Linked DNA regions of Pan troglodytes: region 1 is linked to region 2. Evidence: chromatin contacts called from public Hi-C data. All regions are on one chromosome and are shown on one strand. The core of a region is the stretch at or near the end of the contact, and the rest is flanking DNA. Distances in the headings are between cores, read along the strand shown.

The links. Hi-C and Micro-C count contacts between places; a contact is called where the count stands out from the background.
Region 1: a Hi-C map of induced pluripotent stem cells shows a contact between it and region 2, with 4 times the contacts expected there. The contact joins two enhancer-like sites. A contact is called at or near these places in 5 of 7 Hi-C or Micro-C datasets (blood, induced pluripotent stem cells, a lymphoblastoid cell line and 1 more).

The regions. Positions count from the first base shown.
Region 1 is chr19:36,177,860-36,183,011 of NHGRI_mPanTro3-v2.0_pri, forward strand. RAB11FIP4 (RAB11 family interacting protein 4) reads right to left here. Exons shown (of 15, transcript XM_016932058.4): 2 at 3,789-3,876; 3 at 1,566-1,654. Among named protein-coding and RNA genes, the nearest start is that of RAB11FIP4, 41 kb to the right of the region's middle. Within about 2 kb of position 3,427, at least 5 of the 24 cell types and tissues checked have an H3K27ac peak or open chromatin away from gene starts, as enhancers often do. A contact at or near this core is called in induced pluripotent stem cells, where this site is marked.
Region 2 is chr19:36,085,871-36,090,931 of NHGRI_mPanTro3-v2.0_pri, forward strand. RAB11FIP4 (RAB11 family interacting protein 4) reads right to left here. Exons shown (of 15, transcript XM_016932058.4): 8 at 4,292-4,391; 9 at 3,907-4,010; 10 at 2,672-2,812; 11 at 1-77. Among named protein-coding and RNA genes, the nearest start is that of TRNAT-CGU, 25 kb to the left of the region's middle. Within about 2 kb of position 2,396, at least 3 of the 24 cell types and tissues checked have an H3K27ac peak or open chromatin away from gene starts, as enhancers often do. A contact at or near this core is called in induced pluripotent stem cells, where this site is marked.

The DNA.
Region 1 (5,152 bases), core at 2,177-4,676, 93 kb after region 2:
ACCCAGCTGGATTCCAAGAGGCCTACCATCAGCCAAAGTGGCCTCTGGGGTCCTGGATCTCCTTCAGCTATAAACATACTCATGTTTTGGGGTCCAGAGGAGGCACCCATCAGAACTGGGGAAAAGGTTTGGGGGTTGGGCTGGGTAAGAAATCAAAATCATCCTCTTCTAGTTCTGGGTGTTGCCACCAGGAGGGACCTCGCTGGTTGTCAGCTTGTGCACCTTCAACTGTTTCTCTGTAGGATGAAGCCGCACTGCTTGGAAAACTAGTTCAAAGTTTTATAAGAAACACACCATTAGGCGATGATAACAGTAAAACAGAGCCTTGGGGACCGTGGTCTTTGTCCCGCTTCCTGATACAGAGCTTCAGGATGGGGTTGGTCACCAGAAAGACCAAGCATACAATAAGGTGGGAACTTTCTCACCTTCCCACCTACCCCCAACCTCCAGGCAGAGGAGAGGGGCTGGAGACTGGGTTGTAAAAACTGTTTGATTTTTGGAGATGAGTCTGGCCCTGTCACCCAGGCTGGCTGGAGTGCAGTAGCACAATCACAGCTCACTGAAGTCTCAAACTACTGGGCTCAAGTGCTCCTCCCACCTCAGTCTCCCCAGTAGCTGAGACTACAGGTGTGCACCACCACATCCAGCTAATTTTAAATTTTTATGTAGAGACGGGGTCTCACCATCTTGCCCAGGCTGCTCTCAAACTCCTGGGCTCAAGCTGTCCTCCTGCCTCAGCATCCCAAAGTGCTGGGATTACAAGCATCAGCCATCATGCCAGGCCTACAAATTCTTGAACAATGAGATGCAGAGAGCCCGGGTGCTGGTAGCACGGTGATGTGCTGGGAGGCAGCGCCCCTAAGCGAAGGTGCGGAAGCTCTGCATCCCTGCTCCCCATACCCTGTCTTGTACATCTCTTCCGTGTGGCTAATCCTGAGTTGTATCCTTTGTAATACGCTGATCATCGTAAGTACAACCATTTCCTGAGGGTTTCCAGTGAATTACCCAGCCCGAGGGAGGTGGTCCTGGGAACCCTGTGTTTGCAGTTATCCAGGAAGAACTGCAGCTGGCGTGGGAGGTGGGGCAGTCTCATGGAGTTGACCTTGACTCATGGAGTCTGTGCTAATGCTGGGTAGTTAGTGGCAGGTGGAACTGATTGCTGGACACCAGTTAGTGTCAGAGAACTGGAGAATTCGTTGTTGTTTGAAAAGAAACAAACAGGAAGCGTTCAGCTCAGAGAGCGATGGTGCAGAAGAAAAGGAAACAATTCTAGTCCTGCCTCCCCTCCACTTGTCACTTTCCCTGTCTGGAACTCAGTCTCTCCTCCGTGCCACAGATGGGAAATAAAGTTGCTGGGTGAGGACCCCCAGCTGTTACACATTCTGCTGGGGCTTCCCAAGGGGCCTCAGGGCTCCTGTTCCAAAAACTATTTCTTGACTTTGATGCTCAAGAAGGGTCCTCAGAGGGAGGTTCTGGGTCCTCCCAGATACTGAAAATGGAGCAAAGGCAAGACCAAGAAGGAGGAGGCAGAGCCATGGAGGTCCTTGAGGCCCCCCAAGCCTTACCTGCTCCACGCAGTCTGGGATCTCTGGCGCGCACGGCAGCGTCCCCGCGCTCTCCACCGACAGCACATCCTTCAGCAGCTCCTCGCACCCTGCGCAGACAGGCAGACACACGGGACAGTGAGGGGTTGAGCCTCAGCCTGGGACGGCTGCTCTGCTTCTGACTAATGGGCATAGGGTGGGAAGGGCTGAGGTGGGGGCCCGAGGCTCCAGGAGGCCAGCTGAGCACTGGAAGGCAGGGATGGAGCCCAGGCGGTGGGGAACTCAGCTCAAGGCACTGTGGAGGGAGCTGCAAGAGCCCCTTGTCCTCTGAGACTAATTCCCACACACAGAGGGCAGGCTGGGGCAACAGGAAGGAAGGAGGCCTTCCTGGGGGAGGGGACCTAAGGCAGTGCTGCCCACCTGGCTCGCAGGGACTCCAAACGACTGTGCCAGCCTCTGGAGAAAGCAAACACACCCATTCCTCCGAGGCTGGGCGCCCCCCGTGTCCTGCAGACCCTGGGATGTCCAGGACAGGGCCGCCCGCAGGACAGCTGCAGTTCCTGCTGACTCTGTACACGGCTGGCCTCGCTCCTGAGATCCCAACCAAACGCCCCAAGGTTGTACTGAACTGGGAGGGGGACCTGACAAAACGCCTGGCACAGGCACATGGCAGGTGCAGTCTGCAGTGGCCCATTGTCAAATCCACGCAGAAAACCTTCCCTGGGCACCTTCTGTGTTCTGTGCCCCCTGCACCGTGTATTTGGTTCCCTTCATCCCTCACCCTGCATCGTTCCACCCTCCCAGGACTCATAGGCACCCCACAGAAAAGGGCTAAACTTGATCTGAGCCGCAGACAGGAAACCATGGCTTCCTTCACAGATAACCAGACACCCTGGGACTCCAGAAGTGACTCCATTCTCTCTGCAGCTAGTGGGGAGGCCTTAGCAAGCCCACCTGGCTGGTGACCTATGCCACTGTCTCAGATTATTTTCTTTTTTGAGACAGGTTCTTACTCTGTTACCCAGGCTGGACTGCAGTGGCGTGACCTCAGCTCACTGCAGCCTCAACTTCCTGGGCTCAGGTGATCCTCCCACCTTAGCCTCCCAGGTAGCTGGGACCATAGGCACACACCAGAATGCCCGGCTAATTTTTTGTATTTTTTGTAGAGACGAGGTTTCGCCATGTTGGCCAGGCTGGTCTCAAACTCCTGGACTCAAGTGATCCACCTGAGATCAAGCAATCTGCCTGCCTCGGCCTCCCAAAAAGTGCTGAGACTATAGGTGTGAGCCACCGTGCCTGGCCCTCACTGTCTCAGATAAACAGCTTAGTAGTAAGTGAGTGGCCATATTCTGATTCCTGCAAGTTTCTCACAACTGGCCTTTGAATTTTTGGGACAAGACAGTGGGATTTATATTGTCCCCTTAAAACTGGAAGCAGGGGCAAGGAAGAAAGGCAGGAATTAGGAAGAATTAAGAGGAAGAGAGGGCAGGGCATGGAGGCTGATGCCTGTAATCCCAGAACTTTGGGAGACTGAGATGGGAGGGTCACTTGATCTCAGGAGTTCAAGACCAGGCTGGACAACGTGACAAAACTCCATCTCTACTTAAAATACAAAAATTAGCCAGGCATGGTGGTGTACCTCCTGTAGTCTCAGCTACTCAGGAGGCTGAGGCAGGAGGATTGCTTGAGCCCAGGAGGTTGAAGCTGCAGGGAGCCATGATAGTGGCACTGCACTCCAGTAGCCTGGGCGACAAAGCCAGACCCTGTCTCAAAAAAAAAAAAAAAAAAGAGGAGGCGGGAGCAGGGAGGACACAAAAGCAGCAGCTCAGAGGGAGGCGGGCAGTCATGTGACCAGCGCTTTGTCCAGGTTTGCCCAGGACTGCCCTGGTCTTAAAACTGGAGTCCCTCCCACATCCCAGGAGACTCATTGGGTTTGGTCACCCCAGAGCGGGAGAGAGAGGAAGAGGACAGAAAAGCAGGGAAGGAGGCTTTCTCTAGAGGCGGGCAGACAAGGGGAAGGGCAGAAGTGACCTCCATGGGTGAGACCACAGCCCCCCACGGCTGGGGCAACAGTGTCCTTCCCCTCTGGCCCCCCCGGAAGCCAGAGGCAGAACCGACTTCTGGCCCATCCTGGGCTCTGGGACCCCTGTGGGGAGGAATCCAGGCTGGGGCCCCAGTCACACCAGCTTCCCCAGCTGGGCAGGACCGGAGAGCGCCTGGGAAAGCCTCCCAGGAAGACCTCACCTTTCATGGCGAACACGCCCCGGCAAAAGTCCTTGAAGTTGATTCTCCCCAGGTCGTTGGGATCCAAATATTTCACAAGTTTTTCCACCTGTGGGAATGAAGCAGGGACAGGTGTGAGACACCCAAGGATCTCCCGAAGACTCAGGGAGCTGGGTGGGGAGGCTGTGAGGGAGGGAGGGACACCAGTGTCCCCGCCCAGTCCTCTTACCCTCACCCTGGGGTCAGTATCAGCCATGGGGCCACTTTATTCTCCCCATGGTGACAGACAACTCGGGCAAAGAAAAGCAGAGCCAACACCGGCTCCTCCCTGAGCACACGGCTTCAGGGGCCAAGCCTCTTTCCCCCAGGGGCTGCACAATGAAAGCCGAGGCTCTGCCAATGTTTTAAAATTGGTTTCTTTCACACAAAAGAGACACAAACTCATTGTAAAAGACCCAGAAATCCCACCATTTCTCTTGTTCTATTTCTTGTTCTAGGTGCTGGCTAGATGGGGAAACTCACTGAGATGGACACTGGTGGCTGATGAACTTTTCTGTTCTATTTGTACCTTGCACTTCAATGAAGAGTGTTAGATGAATAAGGAAGTAAGTTTTCCCCTGGCAGAGTCAGCCATCCCTGAGGTTGGAGAGTTTCTCTCCCGTGTAACAGGAGGTAGGACAGAAACAGTTTCCATGCTGCTTGGTGTGTACAACCCACGTTGTTAGTGGCTGTAACACATTCTGCCCGGTGGGTTCATCATAATTTACTTCACCACCCCTAATAGCTGGGCATTTTGGTTATTTCCAGCTTTTTGCTTTTACAATTCATCTTTGGGGGTTCCTGTAGCTGTGTGATGACCCATCAACCCCTGGCCTCTCAGATCCTTGACTTTCTTTTTGCCTCATATTCCACCTCAGGCACCAAGTCCCTTGGTCAACCCAGTGATCACCCCCTCCAATACCACCCATCAAATGTCCCACTCCCTGACCCCGTCCTCCCTCCCTTCCTGCCACTGCAGGGTTCTTCAGCATCACTGCGTCTGCTCACTGTTACTCACATTCAATCCATGCTCCCACTGTATCCCACAGCTCCCTCATTTCCCACACCACCCAGGAGCCCCACCTGGTCATAGCCATCATCCTGTCTCTCCTGGATCATGCAAGTCTAACTGGATCGTGTCACCCACTCCTCTGCCTAAAACCTTCCAGTATCATTCCACCACACTTAGGATAAAAATCCAAACTCCAGGCCGGGCGCGGTGGCTCACACCTGTAATCCCAGCACTTTGGGAGGCCGAGGCGGGTAGATCACGAGGTCAGGAGATCGAGACCATCCTGGCTAACATGGTGAAACCCCGTCTCTACTAAAAATACAAAAAAAATTAG
Region 2 (5,061 bases), core at 1,146-3,645:
CCAGTTTCTCTGTTTGAGACTTGAGCCGAGTCACTGTTGTTCTAAGCTCTGTATTTTCTTCCTCCAACTGCTGCACCCTGGCGAAAGGAGAAAGACAAATCTCAGAAACCTGGAATGGAGACTATCTGATAAGCGCCCGCCAGTCTGCAGTGATTCTCTGCTTCCTCCAAGAGGAAAGATACCAGAAACCAACTGAGAGAAAGAATATGATTATTATGTCAAAGACAATTTAGCCGTGAGCTTCCTATCAGCCAAAGCAAAATAGTAAGGACACTAAATTATCATTCTTATTTTCTTTCTTTTTTTTTTGAGACAGAGTCCTACTCTGTTGCCCAGGCTGGAGTGAGGTGGCACAATCTCAGCTCTGCAACCTCTGCCTCCTTCAGCAATTCTCGTGCCTCAGCCTCCTGAATAGCTGGGATTAGAGGCATGCACCACCACACCTAGCTAATTTGTGTATTTTTAGTAGAGACGGGTTTTGCCATGTTGGCCAGGCTGGTCTCAAAAACTGGCCTCATGTGATCTGCCCACCTTGGCCTCCCAAAGTGTTGGGATTACAAGAGTGAGCCACCACACGTGGCCTTTATTTTTCCAATAAGTGGAAACATTCATTAGAGAGTAGGAACGCAGATTCTTCTTGTGTGCATCCTTCAGATCCTCAGACAACACGGGGATGTCTTTCTGCTAGATGGAGAAACAGTCTTCTTGTGGCTTCTGTGACTGGGCCCTCCTGTTAGACTCTGTAATTTGAAGGCAATGATCATATTGGCTTTTCATTCTCCGCCAACAGCATCTCATCCAGGGCTCTTCTCTGAGCGCTCACTGCACCTCCCTCTGATGACCACAGGCACGGGCTCTGACAGTAATAATCCTCTGTGTTAGCGTTCACACAGGAATTCCATAAAGGGAATCCTAAAGGGATTCCACAAGAAGACAGAGCCTGGGTGTTCAGGTCAGTTTTTTGTTTGTTTGTCTGTTTTGAGACGGAGTCTCAGTGGCGTGACCTCAGCTCACTGCAACCTCTGCCTCCCGGGTTCAAGCGATTCTCCTGCCTCAACCTCCCGAGCAGCTGGGACTACAGGCGCGCACCACCACGCCTGGCTAATTTTTGTATTTTTAGTAGAGATGGGGTTTCACCATGTTGGCCAGGATGGTCTCCGTTTCCTGACCTCGTGATCCACCTGCCTCGGCCTCCGAAAGTGCTGGGATTATAGGCGTGAGCCACTGTGCCCGGCCTCAGGTCGGTTTTAAATGGTCTGAGAATAGGTGCAGGTGAGTTGGGCCGTCGGTGGCAGCAGAACTGAACAGGGTCACTTCTGGCAGTGACTCCTGCAGAGCATCCCGTTCTCGACCCACCACCTCCCCATCACGTCCTCTTTCCTGGAAAGATGGCTTCTGGGCCTCCACTGCCCTCTGGGCTCCAGAGAGGAATTCAGCCCCACCACCAGCAGGTGGCCCCAAGCGGGTGGAAGTGGTAGGGAACCAAGCATACGGCAGGACTCTGGGAACACCACTCGGATATTTTACACGAATGGCGCCCCCGGAGCTGTGTGACGGGCACACGTTAGGAGACAGTTCCCGAGGGCTGGCTTTCTGCACTTTGTCCTGTGGCCCAGGTTCACACTGTCTTTTACCACCTCCCGTGTCCCAGCCACCTCTCTTGGGCCAGCTGCCGAGGCGGGCTGAGTGAGAGCAGTCACCCTTAACTAGGCACCAGCCTCCAGAAACAGATGCAAAACAGCAGCTTCTAGAATAGAGTCAAAATGTAAAATGAACCCCTGGTGGGTAACTTAGCAAAGCAGGTCTCAGACACCGGGGAGTTGGGAAGTCTCCTCACCAAACTGCACAGGGGCAGGGACACGGGGGCAGGGAGGTACCTGCCTGAGAGCCCAACTCCCAGTCATTTGCTCAGCAGCCCACCAGCCGCCAGGTGGGGCTCGGCAACTCTGGGAAGCCTCAGCATGGAGACTGGGGCCTCAGGGGGCCTGAGGAGTGCCAGGGCAGCTGTCCTCTCTGCCAGAAGCCCAGGCGGCCTCCTCGGCCTCGGTCAAGGGCCGCAAAGGGGCTTCATCACAGAGGCATCATCATAGCCCTCACCCGTGGGCAGGGTCTGGACTTACATCGGCTCACCCACCCACACAGCCGCTCTGTGGGGCACACAGGGAGGTGACCCAGTACGTCCAAGGCCATGGAGCTAATGGGAGACCAACTCAGATCCCTGGCCCGGGGCTGCTCCTTGTCCCGCCTGCCTCACGTTCCAATGACGAAGTCACAGGTACACGCAAGGCACAGGAACCGGGTTTTCCATTTACCTTGGCCCTGGGGCTCTGGCTCAGTCCACCAGGGGTCAGGGGAGAACCTGACAGCAGGGGGCGCTCCAGGCCTGGATGTGAGACCCAGCCCAGGCCCTTTTCTCTGACAGACATTTGTGTGGTTTGCATTACCAAATGTGAGCCACGCTCCTGGGAACATTCCTTAGCGAACTTCCTGAAGAGCATGCCTCTGTGTTTCTCGTGGTATTAAAGTGGAACTGTTACTACTGGGAAGTCTCAAGAGGCTGCCCCTCAGCCTCACATTCCCCCATCTATAAAATGGGGATAGCGCCTATCCCACAGGGCTGCCCCAGGACAGGGGGTCCCTCTGAGGGAGGGGGCTCGGTGGAGGGGCCCACCTGGCATTGAGCAGCTCCACCTCGGTAGCCTTCTCCCTCTCCAGCTTGCCGTAGGCCTCGCGGTGGCGCCGCGCCTCCTCCTCCAGAGCCTGCTCGGCCGTGGTCTCCTGATCCTTCACCATCTCCTCCAGCTCATGCACCCTGAGGACAGCGCAACGGGCAAGCTCTTGGGGCCTGCACCATTTCACCCCAACCCAGGCTGTGGCACGGGGGACCCTGGGCCCCGAGACCCTGAGTCACTGGCATGCCCACTGAGGGCGTGTGGGCCAGTAGCTTTCAGAGAGATGAACAGGGACACCGCACATCTAGAGGGGGTGTCGGTCACACATGCCATGGAGGGGCAGGCCTGGCAGTCAGAAGGTGGGGCGCTCAGGGCAGCACAGGGAGGGACCGCCCCCACCAGTCCCTGCAGCCACACCTGGCCGGAACCACCTCAGGCCTCACCTCTTGTTTTTGTGCTGTTCCTTCCCGGCCACCCCTCTGATTAATAATTCAGCTTATTGGGCACCTTGACTCCCAAAATAGGCACATCCTGGCTGGTGGCCTGAAGTCTGCCCCAGACCTGGGACAGGGCCAGGGGCACGTAGATGTGAGCACCCCAGTGACAGCCTGGTTGGTATTTCGGTCTGGGATACGTCTCACTGGCAACAGCCCCTCCACCAGGCTGACCTTCTGGGGTATACAAAAGGGCCCATCTTTGGGCCCTGTGACAAGTTGGAGGACCGGACCCCTGGCCAGGGTATGTCCCCCAAGGGTCATGCCATCTGGTGAGGACAACTAAACCCTGAATCCACCACTGCAGACAGCATCAGGAACGGCAGGCTCAGGGGACCTCCATCAGCAGCAGTGCTGGACCCTTCCCACCGCCCAGCTCACACTGGCCTGTCCCCTGCAGAGCTTGTCCCTAGGAAGGGACGTCAGGCTCCTGTCACTGTATGAGTGAGACACAGTGGATCCCCACTCACATCCTGGACCAGCCCTGTGGCTTCAGACCTCAGGGGGTAGAATCCATTGGGCCTAGAGCCAAGGTCAAGCTCCAACCTGTCTCCCTGTCCCTAAGGTCCTGTCCTGGGCACCACATGTGGGCAGGGCCATGTGACAAGAGGCTGATGCGTCACAGACCCTCAGAGCTGCAAAGGCATGAGGCTGCCTCCTCCCGGAGGTCTTAGCAAGATGGACCCCCGCTTTGTTCCCCAGCGTCACGGCTGAGCCCCCAGCGCCGCTGCCTGCTTGACCTGTGCACCAGCTGTGTGTTCTCTTGCTTCAGCTTGCTCTTCAGGTCCCCATTGGTCAGGCTGTCATTCTCCAGCTCTGTCACCTTCTTTTCCAGGAAGCTTACCTGCAGCAGGGGGCCGGGGTGGGGTGGAGAAGACCTCTGAGGCCACAGAACCGAGAACCTCGACGCCATGAGGTTCATGAGCAGGACCTCCAAACCACTGTGTATCCGAGAACGGTCATGTGTGGGGTGGGGGGGTGGGGAACACGTGACCAGGGCCACCTGCCCCCAATTCCTAGGCAGGTACAGGGTCTCCCAAGTCCCCAGACAGTAGCCTGAGTGCACCCCATCTCCCCTGGGAGCAGGCATGCATTCAGTCCCTTCTCCAGCCACCCAAGGCCCACCTTCTCTGTGATGTCATTGTCGCAAGAGTCAATGCTGTCCCGGAACAGGTCTTCGGTGCTGCCATTGCTGCTGCTGAAGTTGCTGCTGTGCATGAGCTGCCTGCAGGGGTGGGAGGAGGGTGTCTGGCTGCAGGGGCCTTCCAGAGACAGGGGCCTACTCACACTACTGGCTAGGCGAGCATCCAGTACCCCAGGGGGTCTGCCCCTTTAAGGAGGCTGCCCTCACTCAGCCTGAGAGGAAGAATGTTGCCAAACTCAGCGGATCACCCCGCCCAGAGGATGGCAAATGGGCTGTACAGACCCCCGGGGTCCCCTGGCAGACACAGCCAATGACGCACAGCTTCTCCTGCGGCCTCAGAACCCTCTTCACGCCAGCATGCTGGCCTGCAGCTACCCAGTGACCTCAGCTGGCACGTGAGCCCCCTCCTCTTCCAGTGGGGAAGCCCCCAAGGAGGTAGCCCAGCTCCATGGCCCTGGAAGAGGGTCTGGGCCTCCTGAGGCTTGAGCCTCTCCACCAAGCTGGCTCCTGCTACGTCTCTGGGAACTCTGGGGGATGGCAAAGGCAGAGAATTCTCCAGGCCTTGCAGAGCAGTGAGCTGGGGTGGGACTGGGCCTGCTGAGCTAACCCGTGCCTGAGGCAAAATCCAGCTGCCACCCCCAGTGACATCCCCTTCCAGCTCCCTGATAGGCAGCAGCCAGGGTCTCTGCCAAGAGGCCAACCCACATAGCTCCTGGGCCCTTGCTGCCAGCTCCCAGAGCCCTGAGTGTGG